Linked DNA regions of Mus musculus: regions 1 and 3 are each linked to region 2. Evidence: chromatin contacts called from public Hi-C and HiChIP or PLAC-seq data. All regions are on one chromosome and are shown on one strand. Each heading gives the region's core, a stretch centred on a gene start, on an enhancer-like site or on the middle of the called end of the contact. The rest is flanking DNA. Distances are from core to core; before and after follow the strand shown. Region 1 overlaps Thumpd2 (THUMP domain containing 2). Region 2 overlaps Map4k3 (mitogen-activated protein kinase kinase kinase kinase 3). Region 3 has its middle 59 kb from the start of Thumpd2.

What was found. A called contact is a pair of places that touch in the nucleus more often than the background predicts. HiChIP or PLAC-seq counts read pairs in DNA pulled down with a chosen protein or histone mark.
Region 1: an H3K27ac HiChIP or PLAC-seq map of trophoblast stem cells shows a contact between it and region 2, with 4 times the contacts expected there. The contact joins two enhancer-like sites. A contact is called at or near these places in 1 of 484 Hi-C or Micro-C datasets (nephron progenitors) and 4 of 115 datasets of contacts at active chromatin or transcription factors (differentiating embryonic stem cells, extraembryonic endoderm stem cells, stem cell-derived neural progenitor cells and 1 more).
Region 3: a contact with region 2 is called in a Hi-C map of bone marrow-derived macrophages, with 18 read pairs. The contact joins two enhancer-like sites. A contact is called at or near these places in 2 of 15 datasets of contacts at CTCF or cohesin (the NIH/3T3 cell line and pro-B cells), 21 of 484 Hi-C or Micro-C datasets (B cells, the G1E-ER4 cell line, the HPC-7 cell line and 15 more), 1 of 115 datasets of contacts at active chromatin or transcription factors (kidney) and 1 of 9 other capture datasets (embryonic stem cells).

Annotation. Positions count from the first base shown.
Region 1 is chr17:81,041,294-81,044,772 of GRCm38.p6, reverse strand. Thumpd2 (THUMP domain containing 2) reads left to right here. Exons shown (of 10, transcript NM_028138.1): 6 at 586-673. Among named protein-coding and RNA genes, the nearest start is that of Thumpd2, 22 kb to the left of the region's middle. Within about 2 kb of position 1,477, at least 23 of the 459 cell types and tissues checked have an H3K27ac peak or open chromatin away from gene starts, as enhancers often do. A contact at or near this core is called in trophoblast stem cells, where this site is marked.
Region 2 is chr17:80,682,533-80,685,715 of GRCm38.p6, reverse strand. The region is part of intron 1 of Map4k3 (mitogen-activated protein kinase kinase kinase kinase 3); the gene reads left to right. Among named protein-coding and RNA genes, the nearest start is that of Map4k3, 44 kb to the left of the region's middle. Within about 2 kb of position 1,650, at least 34 of the 459 cell types and tissues checked have an H3K27ac peak or open chromatin away from gene starts, as enhancers often do. A contact at or near this core is called in bone marrow-derived macrophages and trophoblast stem cells, where this site is marked.
Region 3 is chr17:81,004,528-81,007,942 of GRCm38.p6, reverse strand. No RefSeq gene overlaps it. Among named protein-coding and RNA genes, the nearest start is that of Thumpd2, 59 kb to the left of the region's middle. Within about 2 kb of position 2,107, at least 6 of the 459 cell types and tissues checked have an H3K27ac peak or open chromatin away from gene starts, as enhancers often do. A contact at or near this core is called in bone marrow-derived macrophages, where this site is marked.

The DNA.
Region 1 (3,479 bases), core at 228-2,727, 360 kb before region 2:
CTTGAGAAATAAGACACCCTCTGAGGAGCATCTCTCAAGGCTGACCTATAGCCACACAAATGTCTGTCAGATGTAGAAGCATGGTAGCTAGGAAGGGGGTGGGTGTAGGGTGGGCCTGTGCTGCAATTAAGAATGAGAGCAGAGACTCATTTGTATGCTTCGGCCTCTTCCTGTCCTCTGAGAAAGATGCAAATCAGCAGAAACCAAGCTTCCAGAAGCCACTATAAATTCCCCATCCTGCATCCCGATCACAAAGCCCTGCTCCTCTTGATGATGCCAGCTGTTCTGGGTAGAAGGACGGGAAGTGCTAAGTAAGAGGTTTCCTTCATGTGTGATTTTTTGGTTTTGTGACTTAAATTTCAGTTGTCTAAGATAATTGTTATTCTAAATGCCACACTAGTTGATTAAATAAACAGCCCAATGTAGAAGGTATTTAATAATGGGATGAAAATATCCTTTAGTTCAGAGAACATATCAGGTTGATATGTTAAAGTGCTTCTCAGAGACAAAATAATCTTTTTTTTTTTGCATCCTGTGCTTTAGCATATGATAATATTTGATACCTACCTTGCCTCTTTCTTGCAGAATGCCCTTGGCCAGCAGAACTTACATCCAGACAGCTGGGCTGCGGTCAACCATAGCGTGGGCCATGGCGTCCATTGCAGAAATTAAGGTTAGTAAGATACCTGTTTCCCTCTCGAGGCAAGCGAGGCCCTTCCTGTGTTAACTACACAGTCTGGTGGTTTCTGTTTTCCCCTCTCTCGCCTCTTTATTTTTTATTTTTTGCAGCTGCCAATGGACTTAATAGCCTTTGTTTTATTTCTCGCTTTTTGTTTTTCTGCATTGAACTTCTCTGTAAGCATTTTGACTAAAAAAATGAATTGTGTTTTATTATTTCTGATCTTATGAGTCATAGTCCAAAATGTGACCCATAGAACCTTCATCTTTAAAAATGTTAGCTTTCTCTCTGTCCAGCGTCTTCATCAGTCTGTGAAAGTTACGCCGACAATAGGAAGTAGTGTTTTCTTATTGAGGAGTGTTCTATATGATCTCTGCAACCTGCGTGACTGTCTAGAAGCTATCCTGAAACTTCCTGCATTGCTGTATGTGCACTAAGTTGCATTTCTCCTTCAGCGAGATCTCACTTCATGCAAATGTTCTCTATTTGCTGTGAAACTCCTCTCTGTCTGGGTTTGCCAGCTCAGCTCAGACTTCACCATGTCTTGTGTCTTAATGATCATTTCACACTGTGCTTTCCAATTTCAAGTTCAAGGATGTTGTTGTTGTTGTTGCTATTTTGCCTTTTGTCTCTCCTAGGAAGTCCTGAGCAGCCTTTGGAGCCAAGGCTGGTCTTGAACTTGTGACTGTGTGTCAGCCTCCCTGTTTTCTGTTTATTGACACCACACCCAGCTTCACACCTGGTGTTGATCTTTTCTGTCCCTGTCTCTTTCATTGAAAACAACCAGAAAGAAGCCTGGCAGATTCACTTCCTGTCTTCCTCCTCCACTTCCTGTCTGCTGTCTGTCTATAGTGTTTCTTACTGTTGACCTGTGAACTGCCCCTGCTGTGACCAGTGGACCTGCCAATCCCTTGATATCCTCCTCCCTTGGGGCCATTCCTGTAGGTTGCTGAACCCACTCCTAGCTAATCCATTCCCACGGTTATCTTCCCAGCTGCCCCTCTGGGTCATGAGGAGTCCTTCCACTTCCCTTCCCAGCAGCCATGCTTTTGCAAAAGTCCTGGCTTCCCCTCCCAGCCCACAGCTGCTAAACTGAACTAAAATACTGTGTATCACAGATTCCCTCAAAGTTGCCCCCTGCTGTTTTTGAATCTCAGTTAGCTCTTTCATGGCTCTCTGGTAGAGCATACTTTCATAGCACATTTGGGTACAGTCGCAAAGATTCCTCTAACCTGTGTTGTTCCTCACCTTGTTCTCTTTCCCTTCCCTATCCGGGGCGCCGACATTGACTTAGTTCAAGTCAGTTTATAGCCATGTCCTCTCCTGTCGTATTTGACTGGAACACTGTCTGTATCCATCCCATCCTCAGATCCTCCTTTCTTCCTTTCTTCATCATGGCGACAGAGGGTCTTGATTTGGAGTTCTACCCTTTCAGGCATGGAGTGCTCTCCCTCCTTTATCTTCGGGTGCCACCAATGAATCTGCCACACACCGTGGGTCTCTTGGTTCTTTCTAAAGGCTGGCTCCTAAGAGTTTTGTCTTCAGTCTAAAGCTCGGGAGTGCTGCAAGAATCTCTGTAGACGGGGTGTTTTGTTGTGCACGCACGAGTATGTTTCTATGCAGGCCCAGAGGTTCCTGCGTCTGCCTTCCTGGTGAGTTTTGTCTCCAGCACTTACTGGCCAAGGACTTTTAGGAAAGATATGTAACGACACTGCCTCTCTTTCTTGTTTGCAAGATAAAAATAGTATGCCATACTGTTAGAGTAGCCGTTGGGGTCACAACATCTCTGATGGGCCAGGCTCAGCCACTTGTTCTCGGGAGGGCAGTGACAAACAGGGCTGACAACATGGCTCAGTGGCTAAACTCAATAGCTGTTCTTCAAGAGGACCAGGGTTCAGTTGATACCCAGCACCCACATGATGGAGTGCAGCCACCTGTCACTCCAGTTCTAGGCAGGCACCTCTTTTCTGGCATCAGGCACTCACATAGTGCACAGGCACACATGCAGGCAGGCAAGACACTCATACACAGGAATAAAATAATTTTTAAATTAAAAACAAAATCATGAATAGAAAAAAGGAAAAGAAAGAAGATTTAATCAGTGGCACAGCATTGGAAAGCAAACTAACAAAAAATGTCCAGTGAGCTACCTATCTCCAGTCTATCTCGGCAGTCCTGGCAAGATGTTTAGGTTAAATAAAGGGCAGTGTAGATAACCAAGCAGACACAGTGTTATCCTGCCCACCACTGTCATCCCAGCCCTAGTCTCTGTTGCTCAGTCTAGCAGTTGTCTGGCAGTTGTCTGGCAGACTGTGAAATCCTTCCGAGACAAATTCCTCCTCTGGCTTTGCTTTCTCTCAGCAGAAGATCCAAAGAAAAGTTTCTTGGGTCCATCTTCTCTATGATGAGAGGAGAGACAGACCCTCCTTAGAATATCTTCCTTCCTTCTCTGATGGCTACAGTAGGTTCAGGTCAAGACTAGATGAGTCAGCATTAATAAAGCAATTAAACTAGTAGTTGTCGTAGGAAATGCACACGTGTGAGTTGTTATGGCAGTAGTATTTAAAGTTGTTATGGTGTGAAATTGAAATTTATGGAATTGTTGCTATTTAATAGTAAGTACTGTCTATTGTTCCTCTTAGCTAAGCACTCTTCCATTATTTAATATCATTGCCTCAGCTGTCTCGTGAGTGTGACTTCAGTCTCTTTGGTTTCGACCTCTGAAATTCCCAGTAGAGCGTGTTGATGTGCTGTTCTATCCATCCAAGCCATTTATCCTTCCACACATGGTTTCCCCATA
Region 2 (3,183 bases), core at 401-2,900:
TTAGTACATTTAAGGTCTGTATTTGAGAGAATTAGAAACAGGTTTACCCAGACATTTATATGGTTTCATATATAGTAGTAAGTAGTATTTATAACACACGAATATGAAAAGAACCCATGTGTTATGTGTACTGTTCTTGTCACTCTGAGCAAACACCTGAAAAGAAGCACCTTGAGGGGAAGAGGGAAGCTTTATTTTGGCTCCCGGTTAGATGGGGCGTGAATCCTCACGGCTGCGAATGGCTGCGAAGGGAGCTCCATCGTGTTGGAAGTGTGGACCTGCGAATCCTCTTGGCATGCCTCAGAACAGCAGGGATGCTCAGCCGGCTTCCCCCTCCCCTGAGTCTGGGCTGGGGCCTCAGCCCATGGGATGATGCCGGCTACAGTCGCCGGTGGTCTTCTTCCTCACTTATAATCTCTGCAAGCACAGATATGCCCAGAAACGTGTTTCCTCAGGGACCCTAGGCCAGTTGAGTTGACACTGAGGATTAACTACCTCCTTCTGTATCCTTCAGCGATGAGTAGAAAGCCCGACTGTATTTCTCTGCAACGTGATAGTATTTGTGAATAAGAACATTCTGAGTAGCAGGAGCACTAACCAGTGACCCCGTGTTGCTCAGTTCCATTTAGTGAAACATCCATACTACTCAAGACCCCAGGGACGGGAGAGTGGGAATGATCGCTGTGGGCTTAGGGGCTTGCTTTTGTTTTGGTGCTGTGGTGAAATATTCTAAAATTCAGCAGTGATGGTGCTCCACTAACTAATCTATGAAGTGGCCGCAGTGAGGTCCTCAGTGAAAGGGAAACTGCTGTGGAGTCCTCTGAGGGCTGTCAACAAACAGCAAGGTGTAATGCTCATGGCAGGCCACTTCAGTGTCTGCTTTTAAGAAGTATGAAAATTCTATTGCAATACTGACTTTGGTTTTTTTTTTTTAAAGTTCATACATGCTAATATCTTGGAATGTTAGCCTTGCTCATTTGAAAACTAAATTGCTTGAGCTGAATCAAAACTGATAAATCCAGAATAAATATTTGAGATATTATTGACTTAATCCTGAAATAAGTGATTTTTTTTTTTAAAGATAGGGTTTTGCTACATAGTCTTGATTGGCATTGCACTCTCGTACTGCCTCGGCATCTTAGTTACTAAAATCCCATGTCTGCAGCTACCAGTGTGCCACACAATCATAATGCATTCAAAACTCCATGGTTTCTGATGAGAAAAGGCTCTGAAATAGAAGTCCCCTGACTTCCTTTGGACCTCTACCCCGCCCTCACAGAGTATTACCAAGTAAGATACACTGAGTTGCACTGCAGAAAGCAGGAGGAGGGGGAGCTCTTAAGCCGCCTGGCTCCGGCCACTGGAAAGAGAGCACCAGAAGTTAATTATTCATCCCAGAGAGACTGGGGTTTGGAACTGATACCTTATAGCAAGTTTTTGACAGACCTTTTGAATTAATAAGTCAAAGAGTAGTGACAGACCCTCTGAAAGCATAGTGACTAGTGGCTTATTTCACCTGCTCACTAGGAGTTTACTGTCATGATTTCTCAGCTGAATATGGCTAATGAGAGCTCTGAGTAAATCAGCTCTTAGCCAAGTATTTTGAGTGCAGCAGCCATTTTGAAAGGACATTTGTGACTTTGTCCATGAAGAGTGTGCCCTCCTGTGGCCTCTGGGAACAAATTTTCAGCTCTGATCAATCAGCTTCACGTTGTGATGTCACACAGTGGAGTCACCATACCTCTTTTCAGTAAACAAGTGAGACTTTTGAACAGGTCTGATTAGAGATTCACTGAGTCAGGAAGTAGCATCCGGTTTTATTTTCGATGCCCAGTGTTTCCCCCAGGTCACCATGTCCCTGTTTGCAGATGCTCCACAGTGACATTCCAGGTTCATTGTTTATGTGATGTCTCATCCTGGAGAAAGGAACAGAATTTACTCAGTGCTGTTGGGGGGTTTGTCACACTTAAAAGAAAGGAACTTTGGCTAGAAGTACTCAGATCTGTTTTCCATTGTCTCCATATGGGCATCGTGAGTATTTGTTAGTGATGAAGATTATAAGTTGAAGAATTTTTAAAAACTTTTTTATATGTATATTTGCCTTATGTTTGTGTTGTATGTGCCTGGTGCCCATGGGGGCCAGGAGAGGGCATTGAATCCCCTGGAATAGGAATGGTGGAGAGCCGTCATGAGGGTGCTGGAAAAGCATCCGGTGCTTTTAACCGCTTCACCATCTCCTTCAGCCCTAAAGATAAGATTTTTAAATGAGTTTTCCCTGCATTTTTTAAATTTTTAACTTTCTATAGGGAATATATTAGTTACTTTCCTACTGCTTTGTTAAAACACTGTGATGTAAGGAACTTAGAGAAGAAAGTGTTTATTGGATTGGCTTTTCCAGAGCGTTGGAGTTCATGAGGAGGGAGCGAAGGCATGGGGTAGAAACAGCTGAGAGACCGTGAGCAGGAGGCACTGAGGGCACTGGAGATGACCGGAGGCTTTGAAACCTCAGCCTCCCCCACCCATGACACATTCTCCAACAAGGTCATTCCTCGTCACCCTTCCCAGACAGCCAACTGGGGACCAAGTATTCAAACAACTTAGGCTTACAGTGGGGTGGGAATCACACTCAGATACCACAAAAAGAATCTTTTGGATTTAAAAAAAAAATTAAGGCAGAGTCTCACTTTGTAACCTTGGCTGACCTGGAACTAACTTTGTAAACCAGGCTAGCCTTGAACTCGTGTCAACCGACACACCTGCCTCTCCCTCTCATCAAATGAAGTGCTAGGATTAAAGGTCTGTGCCACCACGATGACTCTAAAAAAGTAGTGTGTGGCATATGTATAATGTGTGTTTGTGCATGTTTGTGTGTGTTGAGGTCAGAAGTTGGCATCAGTGTCACCTATCAACTGCCAACATACTTTCTGGAGCAGAGATCATCCGGATGCTGGGATGACAGGCATGTGTAGCCATACTCGATACCTGTGCCCTGCTTTTCTGTGGCTGCCGAGGACTTAGACTCAGACCCTATTGCCTGTTCAGCAAGCACATTACCACGGGAACCTTCTCCCGGCCCTGGGAGAGTCTTAAGTGCATATTTTTAGTAAGAGCTTAACTTTTTTTTCTGCTTTCTTGTGTACTTCCCTAGTTTGCTTACGTGTGTTAGTGGAGGGAAGGAGTATA
Region 3 (3,415 bases), core at 858-3,357, 320 kb before region 2:
TAAATGTTGTCCTTATAAGAGTTGCCTTGGTCATGGTATCTGTTCACAGCAGTGAAACCCTAACTGAGACAGTAATACAGACTTCACAATGAAATTGAATATGTTTTCTTCTTTGCCTGTTACCTTTTCCTTCTCTCTCTCTCTCTCTCTCTCTCTCTCTCTCTCTCTCTCTCTCTCTTCTAGTATAAGAACCACACTATTCAAGCTAGGAATGTAGCTCAGTTGGTAGAGCACTTGCTTAACATACACAAAAGCCTAGGTTCCATCACCAGTACGCCACAAACTACAAGTGGTGGCACGTGCCAGTAACCCTATTACTTAGGTTAAGGTAGGGGGATCAGATTTACAACAAAAGGGGGGAAGCCAGTTAGTCACCCAAGTTAATCTCCCCAATGTAGCCAAGGATGACCTTGATCGTCCCTCCCAGCCGCTGGAATTGGAGGTGCACGCTACCACACTCAAGAGAAGAGGCTAAGAACCTAAGTAAACTATCTAGTTCTGGAAGCTTCCAAAGGCATCATCTGTGATTATCCTTCTGTTACCCCGAGTCTACTGTGCGCCAGGAGGAAGGGGGAAAGAAAACACCTGTGGGCTTGGGAACAGCAAAATCTTTATTATTCCCACCATATAAGCAGAGTCACTGATTGATCCAGGCAGCCAGACAGGGGCTTAGAAGCCTTGTTTTCTCTGAGTGGGAGTTGAAGCAGGTTTTATAAGCAGAAAACCCGCAAGCATCTGAGCCAAGTTACAGTTATAAAATTTTTACCAATCAGAACTCCAGGATTAGGGACTTTGCCCAGCATTCCGTCGCCATTGTCAACTGGCATCTAATGTAAGTGCATTTGCCCAAGCAGTCAAATTCATTTGTTCTTTCTGTTGTTAGGAACAGACATTATTTTTTGGGTAACAGGTATGTTTTGGGTAACTACCGTTGCTTAGAGAGGGTGCTGGTCAGCTTAGGTAAAATGGAGTCTGAAGTCAAAATGGCGGTGCTTAAGGTAAGTTCCCTTTTTCTGCCCCCAACACTTCCTATCCTTTCTCCTACATCCAGTTTACTAACCAGTCTTATCAATGCCATCTTTGAAATGTATCTCTCCACTTGTCTCCCTTTTCCTTGCCCATCCAGGCCATTCTCTCATCTCCTGTGAGGCCAGGGCTAGCCTCTGTCTTTTCTGCTCCCTCCTCTACCCAGCTGCAGTTCTAATATTCCTAAGCTGGAAATAAAAGCAAACAATTCTCCCCCGTGAAACCCTTTAATTGCTTCCCACTGCCAGAATGAAGTGCACTACCCTACTAAGGGCAGCCAAGAAAGCTTTGCTGGTCTCAGGGCCTCGTCTCTACCACTGACCTTTTGTGCTCTCTACGCCAGACCCTTGACCCTCTCTGTTTCCTACTGGCAACGAGTTCACTTAGAGACCCAAAGGAGACCGACGGCAGTCCAAGCACACAGGCACTGGATTAATAATGAATGCTGAAGGAGAGGACACACACACACAATCAAAAAAGAAAGAGGAGTCTGAGGGGATAAGTCTATGGGTAAGAGAGCTTGCTGTGCAGGAGGAGGACCAGAGTTTGACTCCCAAGTACCCACATAAAACCCAGGCATGGCCTCACACAGGTATAACTCCAGCCTTTGAGGACCGAGGCCAGCAGATCCCAGGAGCTTGGGTGAGCTTCAGGTTCTGTGAGAGACCTGTCTCAAAGGAACAGAAAGAGAACAATAAATGTAAACATTTAATGTCTTCCTCTGGCCTTTCCTTGCATGTGTGTGGGCCCATGTATCCACACCCATGCGTGTGACATGCACAGAGATAGAGAAAGGGGGAGATGAGAGAGAGAGAGAGAGAGAGAGAGAGAGAGAGAGAGAGAGAGAGAAATCTTAATTTATAGCTAACCAATTTGTTTTCCTCTTATGTCTCTCCAGGCAGACAACCTCACATATCCAGTTTAGAACAATTAAAACGCTGGCTTTGAAGGTTTGCACAAATATAAGTTGCATACAAAGAGAAAATATATTGAATAGCCACATTTGCAGTTTGCAGCTGAGTGCCTTAGGCATCTTCCACCATTTGTGGTCGTTTTGCAGAACAGAGAACCTCCACTCCTTCTGGTCAAAGGACAAAGCCCTGAAGAAATGCAGAAGCAGTTGGAACGAGTTCTTGGTCACCGTAGCCATTTGCATTCAAAAGAAATTATTTCTGAAGCGTCCCTCTCAGAATTCCAATTAGAGAGGTAAAATCCCCCCCCCCCATAAACGGGAAGGTTTAAATTGCGGTGTAGAGTTATATTGAGGTTACTAACTTAATAATGTTTGAGCCATCAAATAAATGTTCCATAGTGCTTTGTTCATAACACATGCAAGTTCTATCTGGGTTAGCTTGGGTTAATTGTCCCTTTAATTACCCTAATGAGGCTTACTTGCTCGCCAAGCGATACTCTCAGACCACTTGGCTTCATCACACTACTGTCTATTTTTAACGGCTTCCCTAAAATGGGTGTCGAGGGAGTCGATGCTGTCTGGGGGAGGAGAACTTCTAACTGTGACACTGAGGTCATTCATTGATCCCACAGAGATTTAAGAGCAACTACTGTGAACCAGACATCGGGCCCAGCAGTGGAGACAGTAGGTACAAGGCAGTTTGCATCTTGCAAGAGTCTTGAGTTCGGTTAATTCTAGTTAGCATGTAAGCTGCACGTGAAGAATAACTGGCAAGGACAGGGACCATGGCAGTGTGGCCTGTTCAAGGACAGTGCCAGGGAGGCTTGCGATTTGATGGGTGTAAATTCAAACAAATCAAGCAGAGGTGTGGGTGCCCTCAGCCGGGGGACCAGCCCGGGTGGACCTAGAGGTAGCATTCAGGCACGGAGCACCCCAGATACTTAGCCCTCATCAGGCAGTGTCCCTGGGGGCACACAGGCCTCCACTTTCTTGTCCTCGGGACCCCAGATGCCTCTCTGTCCCCCTAAATAGGAACTAGCTCTTATCTCTGTCTCCAATGGGAACTCTTCAGAAGGCACCGTCTAATCTCCAAAACAACTCGTGTAAGCTATATGAACAATGTGCAAGGAAATGCACACAGCCCAAGGTGTGGCTGTCACTCAAAAGCACCCTGTGGAAACAACTGGCTGAGAGAAAGCATAGTTTTACCTATCTGTAATTTACTTCGTTTTATTCTCGCATAAGCTTCACGTCGGCAAGCGGCTTTCTTCAGCTGCAGTGTCTTCCAAGTGTCCAGCAGAACTCGAGGCATTCCAGAAATATTTGTCGAAATATGTAATTAATTTTATATTAATGTTCTGACAATCTTGACTCTCAAGAGCCTCCGGTGATCCAAAGAAAGAGGCAGGGTTTCTTCAAAGTGGGTGGTCGAGGTTCTAACAATGCCAGTGAACTGCAGACCAGGCAGCTCAAAAG